Linked DNA regions of Mus musculus: all the other regions are linked to region 1. The links are chromatin contacts, called in public Hi-C and HiChIP or PLAC-seq maps. All regions are on one chromosome and are shown on one strand. The core of a region is the stretch at or near the end of the contact, and the rest is flanking DNA. Distances in the headings are between cores, read along the strand shown. Region 1 has its middle 200 kb from the start of Gm39296. Region 2 has its middle 250 kb from the start of Chordc1. Region 3 has its middle 420 kb from the start of Chordc1.

The links. Hi-C and Micro-C count contacts between places; a contact is called where the count stands out from the background. HiChIP or PLAC-seq counts read pairs in DNA pulled down with a chosen protein or histone mark.
Region 2: an H3K27ac HiChIP or PLAC-seq map of embryonic stem cells shows a contact between it and region 1, with 5 read pairs. The contact joins two enhancer-like sites. A contact is called at or near these places in 2 of 484 Hi-C or Micro-C datasets (both in embryonic stem cells), 2 of 115 datasets of contacts at active chromatin or transcription factors (both in embryonic stem cells) and 1 of 9 other capture datasets (embryonic stem cells).
Region 3: a contact with region 1 is called in a Hi-C map of embryonic stem cells, with 2.0 times the contacts expected there. The contact joins two enhancer-like sites. A contact is called at or near these places in 1 of 484 Hi-C or Micro-C datasets (embryonic stem cells) and 2 of 115 datasets of contacts at active chromatin or transcription factors (both in embryonic stem cells).

The regions. Positions count from the first base shown.
Region 1 is chr9:17,555,409-17,559,779 of GRCm38.p6, forward strand. No RefSeq gene overlaps it. Among named protein-coding and RNA genes, the nearest start is that of Gm39296, 200 kb to the left of the region's middle. Within about 2 kb of position 2,428, at least 15 of the 459 cell types and tissues checked have an H3K27ac peak or open chromatin away from gene starts, as enhancers often do. A contact at or near this core is called in embryonic stem cells, where this site is marked.
Region 2 is chr9:18,039,337-18,043,707 of GRCm38.p6, forward strand. No RefSeq gene overlaps it. Among named protein-coding and RNA genes, the nearest start is that of Chordc1, 250 kb to the right of the region's middle. Within about 2 kb of position 2,140, at least 4 of the 459 cell types and tissues checked have an H3K27ac peak or open chromatin away from gene starts, as enhancers often do. A contact at or near this core is called in embryonic stem cells, where this site is marked.
Region 3 is chr9:17,872,875-17,877,245 of GRCm38.p6, forward strand. No RefSeq gene overlaps it. Among named protein-coding and RNA genes, the nearest start is that of Chordc1, 420 kb to the right of the region's middle. Within about 2 kb of position 2,102, at least 6 of the 459 cell types and tissues checked have an H3K27ac peak or open chromatin away from gene starts, as enhancers often do. A contact at or near this core is called in embryonic stem cells, where this site is marked.

The sequences.
Region 1 (4,371 bases), core at 1,178-3,677:
GAACATAGTAGAACATGTGTCCTTTTTACAAATTGGAACATCTTCTAGGTATAAGGTGGATCTGAGCTCTAGATTTCTGTGCACCTGTTTCTTCAGTATTATTTAACAGTTATTTTCACATTCTGTTTTCCTTTTATTTTTGAGATTAAAATATAGTTATGCTGGGCATTTTGGTGCATGCCTTTAATCCTAGCACTTTGGAGACAGAGGCAGGCAGATTTTTGAATTTGAGGATAGCCTGGTCTACAAAGTGAGTTCCAGGACAGCCAGGGCTACAGAGAAACCCTGTCTCAAAAAAATAAATAAATAAAATAAAATAAAGTATAGTCATATCATTTATCCTTTCACTTTCCTCTTTCTATATCCCCTGTACCCATTCTAGCTCTCAAATTCATGTATATTATATTCATATATTTAATATTGGCATAACTATTTAATATTTGATTTAATCATTCATATATGTTCCTGAATATCACATTTTCAGTTTCAGCCTGTGTATTATCACCCATATGTTGCATGTAGTTTTATGCTACCAAATTTACTCCAGGATAATTTGTGTTACCAGCCCCCACGTGGCTTGCCTTAAATCCATGGATAAACACACACACACACACACACACACACACACACACACACACACACACACACACGGGTTTCTTCCTTTTCAGCTTGCCTTAGGAAATAATTGCTGGGTACTACTATCTCCTGCCTGGAAGTATTCTTAATAATATTTCTTCTCCTCCCACATTCCCTAAACTTCAGTGGCTAGTTCCACCTAGTCCCTCCCAAACATCCATGACAACTTGCCTGTAGTAGTCGCCATAGACCTGAGCTCCTCCTCAGGCCTCCCATGGCTGCTGGTTTCTTCTTCCTCCAAAGCAAGGCAGTAACACCTCCTCTCCTTCCTTGTGTCTGCTGTTTCCTCCTGGGACCCAGAAGTCCCACCTGTACCTTCTGCCCAGTAATTGGCCCCCAGCTTTCTTTACTGATGGATCAAGAACCAATAGGGAACAGAACCTTAGCATCAGAACCACCCCCTTCACTCATATACATGTTTTTAGGTCTGATCATTTGGTATTGGATAGCCAGCTGGTGAACTCATTTTGGGTAAGACTATTTTTCCCACTCTCAGCATTCCTTAGTTTCCTGCAGTTCTTTGTGTAGGATTGGGACATTGTCTCTGCAAATCCACTTGTCCTGTCTTTTCTTTTACCAATCTTCATTTCAGGTTGAGGCAGCCTTGTTGCTGAGACTTTAAGAATATAGCTGTGACATTGCTTGGAGACATAATCTCACAGAAAATTTTCTGATTCTCTGGTTCTTATACTCTTTCTGGCCCCTCTTACACAATGTTTCATGAGCTTTAAGAACAAGAATATTTTATGGATGGAACTGTGATCCATAGCTCTGCATTTTGATTGCTTGTGGGTTTCTGTACTGCTCTCTGTCTGTTAAAAGGCATATTTCCCTGATGAGGCATGAGAACTACACTTATTCTCTATATAAGAACAAATGCATAGTTTTCATTTATTAATTCAATTCATTTGGGACCTGGAGTGTAGCTCAGTTGGTGAAGTGCCCGGTGCTATGATATAATGTAAGGTGTTTCATGTCAACTTGATGCAAACTAGAGTCATCTGGAGAAAGGGAGCTTCAATTAAAAAAAAATGCTTCCGTAATATTGGGCTGTGGGGCATTCTCTTAATTGATGATTAATGGGGGAAGACCCAAACTTGTGGCAGGATTTTCCCTGTCCAGTTAATGTAAATATTAATGCAGCAGCAAGCCTATTGAATAGCCACAGGTGTATATATATATATCATAAAAGATAGAATAATTGGAAAATCATGTTTAATCTAGGTGGACTGCTTGTATCATTATCAGTTGGCCCTATAATTATTGTATGGGCATCCTGTGAATTGAGAATTTACTGTTATGTAAATCTGAATGGTTAATTATAAGCTTCAAGAGTTTTGATTTTACTGGGTTACTGGGTATTGTGATATCTTGCCACATCCACTCCAGTAGTGACCCACATAACAGGCCCAAAAGCCTGGTCGCAGTCCCGAGGCGAAATGTTCACGGACACTTAGTCTCCTGGAACCGTGGCATCCTCTAATAATGAATTCTCCAAATCTGTTCTTGCTTTAGTCAGTAAACAGATCTGTGTGCTTTCACTCAATATTGCTTTAACATAAGGATTGATTTTGACATATAGTTAAGTTAGGTTCTTCACCAGTCCTAGGCAGTCCTTGAGCTGAACCTGGGCATGGATAGCTGAGTCACTGCCCTACACAGGAATTTACAATTATCTAGGAAGAAGGAAGGTTGTAGTCTAGGGAGGAGCTAGAGTAGATACTTAGAACAATAGATAGCTGAGTTACACCCATACACAGGAATTTACAATGGCCTAGGGGGAAGGTGGACTATACAATAGACTAGAATTGGAATTGGCATAAAGCCATTGCCCCTGGCTTCTAAGATTAAGCTGACCTTAGGTGGGGCTGCTTTTGATCCCAGTTGTTAACACTGATTTTTATCCCCATTGGTTCCTCTTAGCTTTTTTTATGCATTCCTCTGTTTTGTGTAAAAGTCACTTATAAGATTGGTGCTTGCTTTGAGACAAAATACATTCAGATACGCATACTCACTGTGCCATCTTCTTGCTTGCCTGTAACCAGAACCCCAAAATTTCTTCCGTGGATTGAGGGAGGCTGACTAGGGCTGGTCCGTGGCAATGTCTAAACTTGAGGTGGGCAGTCATTGTATGGGGCCGGCATGGCAACGACCCACCAAGGGAAATTAGCAAGTCAGGTGGAGACCTCTTGGGAGACCCAGGCCAGAAAGTCTGCTGAGATGAGAACACCTGGCTGGAGCCATATGGCCAACCATTGCCCTGTGTAGCATGGTAAGATGCTGACCATTTTTAATATTTCCTGCAACACAACCTGTTGTGGGTGGTGCTGTCTCTGCATTACTGGTTCTAGATTTTATTTAAAAAGCAGACTAAGTAATCTATGATGAGGAAGCCAGTAAGCAGCACTCAGCATCAGATCTTGCGTACAGGTTCCTTTCCTGTTTTGAGTTTTTGTCCTGAATTTCTTCAATGGTAAACAGTGATTTGGAAGCCTAAGATAAATACCTTCCTGCCTAACATGTTTCATCATATTGTTTCATCACAGCAATAGTAACCCTAGTTAGGGGAGGGAGGAGGAAGAGGGAGGGAGGGAGGGAGGGAAGGAGGGAGGGAGGGAAAGACAGACAGACAGACAGACAGACAGACAGAAAGAAAGAAAGAAAGAAAGAAAGAAAGAAAGAAAGAAAGAAAGAAAGGATTACATCACCTGATGAATAACATACCAGATATGCCTTTGGTTTCCATATACATTTCCTTACATATGCAGGAACAGCCAGCCGTATGCATTGGCAACCCCCAGACAGATGTACATGCAAACTTAAACTCACATAGTAGAGATTTTTTTTTTTTTTTTTTGCAACAAATGAAAGAAAACACAACAGAACCAAAAAGGAAGCATAAGCAGGGAGCAGTAGCATATCCCTGTAATCTCAGCAAGCAAAGGTAGAGGCAGGTAGATCAGAAGTTCCATGCAAGCCTCATCTACATACTGAGTTCAAGACTAGCCTGGACTACTATGCCTCAAAAAGGGAAAATATAAAACAAAAACAGGTACATTTAGTATGATCAACATCTACCTATATAAAACAATAGCAATATATCAATATGTGACCACATTTCAGAAAATTAACAACCCAGAGAAAAATAAATCCATATTTTGAAGAAAGAAATAAGGAAAAATAATGAAGTTTACAGTAAAAAAAAAAATAACTAAGATGGAGATTTAAAAGAATTCAAATGCTAAATGATGAAACTGGTAGATTCCTCAAAAAGATAAAGTCCCCAGTATTTTTTTCAATGGCTTAGAAATGGAAGGCAGGGTGACAGGCTCAGAAAAGGAAAGAGAACCATGAAGCATAACATTACAGAAATGAAAAGATTGAGAGTTGCTGCAAACAGACACCAATAACAAAGAATAAACAGATAATTCCACATGCATATGTCACATAAAAATCAAATCAGGATAAGCATACAACATGATAGAATTAGTAGTAGAACTCTTTCTGTTATGAAAACATTTACAAACATGGATTCTCCAGTGAGTTGAATGAAATATTTAAGGAAGTAATAACAATTCTTCTTAAATTTTTCTGTGTTTGAGAGACATAGTCATTGTGTCTTATAAGACCAGATTTATTCTAACTAGAAACCCATTATAGTTGCAACACTAGCAGGAAAGGGAAGTCACATTCAATAACAGAGAGGTAAGCATGTAAGGTTATGAAATGAAGTAC
Region 2 (4,371 bases), core at 890-3,389, 480 kb after region 1:
TTTTATCATGTGTATTTTTATTAATTCTTTGAGAATATCATATATATGCATATGTACAAACATACACAGACACACACACACACACACATATGTATATATACACATTGCATTTTGATCCTTTGAGATTCACCAACCCATCCTTTATTATCTGATACATCATCCTCTTTTTTCTGTTTGTTTGTTTTTAATAACCCACTTAGACCACTTTGTTCTACCAATATATTCATGAATGTGGTACCACCCACCAGAGCAATGCCGACCTACCATGGACCACACCCTTAAAGAAAACTGGTTCTTCCCTCTTCAGAAGCCTTCAGTTGTCAATAACTGAAACAGTAGCAGTAGGGGAACTTGTGAGCCAATCTCTGGCAATGCTAGAATATTGACTGGATTAGTCTTGTATGGGTGTTTTGCAGGCAATCATAGCTTCTGTGGTTTCATGAGTGCAGTGGTCATGTCATTTTCAGATCACACTGTTTTCCTCTAGTACTCCCTGGCCTCTATCTCTTACATACAATATGAAATAGTTCCTGAACTCCATAAAGGAGTGTGACACAAATGTCCTATAGATTTGGTTGAGCATTCCACTTCACTGCACATAGGGCCTATTCATTGAATCTGAAACAAAGCCCATCTCAGAATCCCCCAAGAATGATTTCTTCACAGATAAGACCATGTATTCTACCCATATAATTTCTAGAATTCCTATAGTACTTCTTGTAGTTCACTTGTTAATTTCCTTGAATATTTAAGGTACTGTTCTCTTTTGTTGCAAATAGAGTTTATATTTCCATATATACAGCCTAACTATCTATCATCTCCTCCTAGTTCCTTCCTACCTCCCATCCCATCTGAATCCATTCTCTTTCTGTCTCTAATTAGAAAATAAAGAGAATTCTGAGGGATAATAATAAAATAAAGTAATAAAACAAAAACAAATGCATTGGAATAGGACAAAACAAATAAGAGGGAAAGACCAAGAAATGACCAAGAAACAAATATAGACCCAGAGACATACTTATTCACACATTCAGAAACTCCATAAAAACACAAAACGAGAAGCCATAAAATATACCCAAAAGGCCTCAAAGAAAGGAATATTGGAAAATAAAAATAAAAGATAATAATGCTGGCTATTGATAGCCTCTATTTTTGCATTTTTATTAGCTATTTTCTTTACTTACATTTCAAATTTTATCTTCTTTTGTCATTTTTCTTCCGAACCCCCCATCCCACCCCCTCTCCCTGCTCACTAACTCAATCGCTACACTAGGGCAGCTTCCCCTTCCTTCTCTACTCCAAGCCCCTCCCTTTCACCTCTTCCTCAACCTAACCCTCACTCTTCTTCTACTCAGAAAACGGGAAGTTCTCCAATGGATAGCAATCAAACTTGGCATATCAAGTTGCAGTATTGCTAGGTGCTTCTTCATCTATTGAAGCTAGACAAGCCAGCACAGTTAAGGAGAAAGGGATCCAAAGGCAAGCAGCAAGTGAGAAATAGCCCCTGCTCCCACTTTTAGGAGTCTCACATGAAGTCTAAGCTGGATACCTGTTACATATGTGCAGAGGACCTATCTTTCTCCCATGCATGCTTTCTGGTTGGCAGTTCAGTCTGTATGAGCAACTGTGAGCCCAAGTTAGTTGATTCTGTACAGATTCTTGTGGTGTCCTTTACCCATCTGGCTCCTTCTATCCTTTCTCCCCAACCTCTTTCACAGAATAACCCAAGCTCCACTTAATACTGGGCTGTGAGTCTCTTCATCAGTCTTGATCAGTTGCTAGATAAAGCTTTTTATGAGAGTTGTGTTAGGGCCATGCCAGCAAGTACAGCAGAATGTCATTAATAGTGTCAGTGGTGGGTTCCTTCTCATGGCATGGTTTTTAAACTGGGTCAGTCATTGGTTAACCCTCCCCTCAAATTCTGCTCAGTCTTTTACCTCTGAGCATTTTATAGAAAGAACAAGTTGTGGTTCTAAGATTCTATGGCTGTTTTGCTATCCCAATCCCTCTTGCCTGTTTACAGGAGATGTCCAGTTTAGGATCCATATTCCTTATTGCTAGTGGTAGTAGCTAGGGTCACCCTTGGATTCCTGCGAGTTTCCACTGTCCTAGGTTTCTAGCTAATCCTAAAGATTCCTCCTGTTGTGGATTGTCCTGGTGCTGTTTGTATTTTGATGCTAATTCTTCTTCCCAAGAGGGGCTGCCTGGGAAGCGGAGTGAATCAAGTACTCAGGTGACTTCAAGTGAACCTTCCCTTAATGAATAAAGATTTCAAGGAATGGGTAATTAGGCTGAATTTCTGGATCACAGAGAGGAAGCAGGAAGCAGAAGAAGGACACTTATGTTTTGGATGGGAGAGTTGATGGAGAACAAACAAAGGTCCCCAGTTCAGGTGGAGGATCCATAGGGATCCGCTACCAGAGGATATATAACTTAGAATAGTTTAGAATTTACTAATTGTAATTGCTAGTTGCTACACCCAGGGATTGTGTTGTCTTTTGACTCTAAACTAAGATTGTATGGTGTTTCCTTCACTAAGCAACTCAACTGAGCTCCAGAGAAAAGATACAGTGGCAGGGCACTCCAACCAGCCACAGGAATTTGGAAGCATGGGGCTGGTGTGGCAACGGTCCACCATGGCAACTTAGTGAGCTGGGTGGAGAGATTTGGGAGCTCTGAGACAGAGGTTCTGCCGGGCTGAGAACATGCCCAACAGTCTCCTGGAGCTTTGCTTGTGGTAGCAAGGGATTCTTTATTATATTTCATGCTACAGCCCCCTAATCCAGTTATCTCTCCAGTACTCTCCCTCTCCATCCTCCTCCTACCTCATCACTCCCATTCCTGTCCTTACAACCCTCCCCCCACTCTGGTCCCTCTCTCTATCTACCTCCAATATCTAATCTTTTCAGTAAGATTTAAATGTTCCCCTTAGGCCCTCCTTGTTACTTCCAAAAATAAAATAAAATTTTTAAAAATTAAAAATAAAAATGCCTAATACAACATTATGAGTCAAGGAACCATATTTGTTCTGTGCTTTGAGGCCAATGCTACCCCATCCTCGTCGTTTACCAGCTAACGTCCTTATTACTTCTTATATATTAGAAATATATGCAACCCAAAGAGCTTCTTCTAGTGCTTTACTGACCTTGAATGCACAAACGTGAGGCTCTGAGTTTGATGAGGATAATGAGGGTTCTGAATGTTCTGAGGGTTGTGGAGGCATGGAGAGTTCTCAAATACTTTAGAGCGCTAAGGAATCTGCTGAGGGTACTAAAGGTATTAATCATTATGGAGTCTCTAAAGACTATGAAGGGACTGTGGAGTCTGTAAGTGATCTAAGGATTCTGAGGTTTCTAAAAGATGTTGTAGCCTCCCACAAGCCTGAAGCAGGCTGAGCCAGAACTTGACCTTGCTGCCACTAAGGAGATTATCTAGGGTGGAGCCTTCCTTCCTAGATCACTCTATTGTTGAGCCACTGTCAATGTTCCTCTTCAAGGTACAGCTACCTGCTGAGAGGCCCCCCGGAGCTATTCCAGAGACTACGCCCTATCCTGCACATCATCAGCTGCAGCTGGTTCCAGGCTCCAAGGATGAATTGGTGGGAATGGTTTTTTCCATGCAGTTTGATGGGTTTTCTGAATTGCTCATATATTACCTTTACGATGCAGAGATGTATGGCATTTTATATAGGGTTTTTATTATGAAAACTTGGTGACTCTAACACATACTTTCTTGGTTTTATTTAGGCTCCTGCATGACTTTTATTCTTGATTTTTTAATCAATATTGCATTTATTGATTTGCACATGTTAAGCAATCTTCACATCTTTGTAATGAAACCAACTTGTATTATGGCTTGGTATATTTACATTGTGTTGCTGAACTGGATTTTCCAGAATATTAGAGCTTTCTTCATCAACGTGTATACAATTTTGGTATAAGGCTAATTAGTAATGGGCTTTATATGGTTATTTGAGAACTTTTTTATCCAAAAGTTTATTATATAATCCCCATTTATTTGGCTGAAATTTCTCATTAAACTTGTAGTTGACTTCTGGTTTCATTCCATTGTGATCTGATAAGAAAAAAGTTAAACCTACTTTTTTTGTATCCATGAAGACTTAGTTTATTACTTTAAAATATGATATATTTGAGGAAAAAATTATACAGTGATAAAAGTTGAAAAGAATGTGTTTAGGTGGTATATGTTTTATATATATATTCCATTTGATCTATAAGTTAATGCTAATGTTACTTTTTTGTCTGGATGACATTTCAGTGATGGTGGAGTTTTGAAGTCACATTATTAATTCATCAAAGCTTGAGTACTCAGTAAACTGCATTCAAATGACCCTGATCCTGATCCCAGAGG
Region 3 (4,371 bases), core at 852-3,351, 320 kb after region 1:
GACAATGCATTCATTTTAAATCCTTTAGTAGGAAAGTCATCCCTTTTCAGCAATTTCAGTTCACAGAGTACAAAGAAAGTCTTTGTACTATGGTCTTTTTGCCTCAATGAAAACCTGTTATGTTAGGGGCTCTTCTTTCACAAGGGACCCCATAGCATTGATGGAGAATACTTAAGTAAATCCACGTGGGTCAATATTTTCCTCATTCCAGTCCTGCTTTTCTCATTACGTAACATGGCATGTTCTGAATCCTCAGTCATTCAGCTATAGTACTGACATCTCAGAGTCTGCTTTTCTGAAAGGCTAATTCATGATATATAGTTTCCAAAATGGCCATAGGAAGCAGATTCTAAAATTGTATGTGGGATCTGGATGTAATCCAGGGGAAAATAGATTGTAAAATCTTTCAAGGATAGTAGAACAGGCGCAACAAAGATCTAACAAAATGCAAAGCATAGTATACTTTCTTGGGCCACCAATTATAAGGTAATTATGGGAGTTAATAATCATACAGCACCCAATCATTAGAAAAAGTCAGTGAAAAATGGCAGTGATTAAGTGGAAAGCTGAAACTTTTGCTCTTCTTTGGCCACAAGTAAAAATCTCTTTAGCTCTCTTAAGCAAATGGTTATAATCAAAAACATAAACCTGAAAATGTGGACAATATACAGCTGTAGAAGAGGTCCTGGAGCAGTTCATTATTATCAGAATAAAAATTAGATAAGAGGATTAGAGACCAAATTGAGAATCAAAGAGACCCAAAGTCATGGGGTGAAGACATATAAGAGAGAGAAATAAAAGAGTTTTAACACTTCAGATTCTCGCAGCTCTTGAGATTATCAAAATATTCACTTTAATTGGGTGTTTTAAGATGGCTATTTTGGATTGTGGTCTGATGAGCACTTAAATGACATTAAGAAAAAAATAAGACAAATAGCACTGCCCTGACTTACAGTATTTACAAATGTGTAGAGTATAAGGAAATAGTAACAGGATGCTGACTACCATCTGAATCTACCAACAGTGTAACAGAACTCTTACCTCATAATTGTCTTCTAGAAACTGGTTCCAACTCATTCCAGTTCATCACTGGGCCAGAACCTATGAGCCCTGATCATTATTTCTCATGAAAAACAAAACACTCAATAATTTTAAAAATGTAATATAACCTAGCTGAGGAAGCATTAAGAAGGAAGAAATTTTACCTTGAAAACTATAGTCTCGAACACAGAAATGATGTCCCTGATAAAATGACAATATTCCAAGGTGTGGAGGAAACATGTAGTATAAGTTGGATTTTAAAGATTATTTTACTGCTAGGAGGGTACTAAACTCTGTGACTATTATACACTTTAATGTTTTGAAAGCACCTTCAGATATGATAAAATATAGATGGAATGGTCATACAAGTCTTGTGAAAACAAATACTACACAATGTAAGCATATAATCTTTGGAAGACAGAAAGACATGAACATAAACTCACAAAGATGGACAGATCCCATCACAAACAGAACAATGTCTCCCAAGTTTCTAGAGTGCATGCTATTGCTCAAAATCACAAACATTAAGGGGATTTCTGTGAGAACATGTAGAGAACCAATCCTTGAGGCCAGACCCAAGGTTACAAAACACATGTCTATAACAGGGCTTCATAAGTGTTATGAAGTCAAAGGTTCAAATAGCACAAGACAAGGATAGTTAGTTGTCAGAAACACCCTTAGCAATTGCCAAAATAACTCCAAGGACAGAGTAGAAATAATGGTAATAGAAGCACAGAGTCTATGGAGATGATTTCTAGAAAGTAGGGCAGGCACAATAGAAGACTGGATAAGTTAAGCACCGCTGTTATGACTGCCAAGATCTGGAGGTTTCTACTATAGGAATCTGTAGCTGAACACTAACTGGGTTCCTGAGTGGGAGACAAGAGCTGTATGGAAGGCAATGGAGAGAAATAATGGAGGCCAAGATATGTTTCTGTTCAAGGCCCTCAAGTTTACTAAGAGTCTGTGCTTATAAAGGAGGAAGGCTGGCCCCCCACCAGTCCATTCTTGGTGCCTGTTGCAAGCCTGTAGTTGATCTGTTGGATGCTGTCTCCCGGAATATCTCAAGGGCCTCTCAGCAGGTAGCAGTGTCTTGGCGAAGAGCAGCAGCAGGTGATAGAACAATAGAGCCATCTAAATCTGAAGGCTCCACCCCAGGTGGTCTCAGTGGCAGCAAGGTTAAAGCCCCAGGTGGTTTCAGACTCAGTGGCAGCAAGGTCAAAGCCAACCTACTCAAGGCTGGGGGAGGCTACAGGAATCAGTTGTTGGAAACATTGAAAAGTGTTCTCTTACCAATGAACCACAATGTCATGTAGGCATCATATTATTTTTGGAGGTAACTATGTTCTATTCTCTGGAGATTTGCCTGGGACCATTTACTTATAGTTTTATAAACTGCCTGACTAGAATTTGCCAAAGTACAGAACAAGGACTTGAACTACATCTACAATATGAGGCCCCATGAACTGTATATTTTTGCCTTGCTTCCAAAACAATCTTAAATATAAACGGAGGAAGATGATGTAATCTTCAACAGATAATTCACTGTCTTTAAGAAAATACCTGTAACAATACCAACACAACTGGAAGAAATGATTTACTATCTGGCCACTGGTAGATAAAACATCACATAACAAGACAGTCCATGCTGGCACCATGACACAGATATTGTCAGATATTTCAGCAAGCTTAGCAGTATGTATCATAAAATAGAAATGATTATCTGGGACCAAGATTGAGCGCAGTAAAAGGATATAAGAAAGTTACATGACTGGGTGCATAAAACTCCAATCCTGAAACACTCTCAAGTTCATACATGATCATGCAAAGAGTCCCCGCCACTGACAACAAAGAAGGAAATTTAAAGTAGGCTAGTACAAGTCAGCTCAATCTCTTTGTGAAATCAGAAAGACTGTGGCTGTGCTTCAGCATGTATGAAAGGGACATGTATGAAAGACTGGCTAGCTTCCCTTCTGTCTGTTGCACATGACAGGAAGCTTGTATTCTGAAGTACTCTGAAGTAAAAATAGTCAGATTTGGGCACAGTATTCAATGATTTATCCAGTAACTCACAAGCTATGGAGAAACAACTGGCGATGCTGATCTTAGACACAAAGTTACATGTGAAGAGCATCAAGGTAGGCCTATGAATACAAAGTGTGAGAGTCTTTCTTATGCACAATGTATTTTATATCCTTGTTAACCAAATGTCTTAGCCATTGGTACCATTGCTATATGGCCAACCCTTGGGCGGCAGCCATGAGCATCATTAATTGAGGCTGACTAAAAGGCTCTGGCTCAACTTCCATTCACCAACGTGACACAGTTTTTCTCCTAGTGAACACACAACTTATAGAAAAAAATAAATGTTGATCATGTGAAAAGTAACCATTCCTTAAAAGATTCCAGCTTTTTCTTGTGGGTTAACTGAGTTAAACAAATTCACTCTGTAGTATTGACAATTTATCTTGACTTTATTTGGTGAATAAATATATAGGTTAGCCTGATCTTCAGACCTATCTGAGGTAAAATAAGATGATACTGGATAACCTCAGATCATATCAGGATCCATGCCACAAGAGATGGTACATAGTGAGACTATCTACTCATTTTAGTTTGAGTGCCATGCCATTCAACACTTCCAACCCAATAAAATGAGGTATGACTACATTGTCATTTTGAAATGGTATTTGAAAATGGTGGTATATGTGCTCTAGAAGAACTAAGTGAAAACTTACTTTATACTCAGAGAAGAGAATACCTTGAGAAGCAGAAATACTCTCACTATGACTCACATTAACCCACTAGAGAAACTACCCTATATACTGCACTAGATAACATGAATAAAATTAGATATTTAGATTCTGCGGTTAAACAAGAGTTCTATAAAACTGTATTTCTGAAAACTCATAGCTTCATACTTCTTGCACAAGGAGACCTACAGGAAATAAATGAATATTATCACAAACCTGACATGCAAAACGGACTCTAGTTATTATAATGAGGTATAGTGAATGAATAAATGCACCTCTGTATCAGGCATTGGTATCCAGGCATATAGCATGAGTTGAGATAAGTAAAATAGATTATGTTCAAGTTATATGTTTATATAATGGTTGGGCTGTCTAAGGAAGACCCAGAGATATAGGACAGACTGACTCAAAAAGGTTGTTCAGAAATGAATTAACTGGTACCCATAAACATTTTCTTCTGCAAGGACACTTCTGCATCTTGTTTTTTTATTGTTTGTGGGTGTGTGTGTGTGTGTGTGTGTGTGTGTGTGTGTGTGTGTGTTCTTATTTTATTGCTGTCTGTGACAAGGTCACAAAC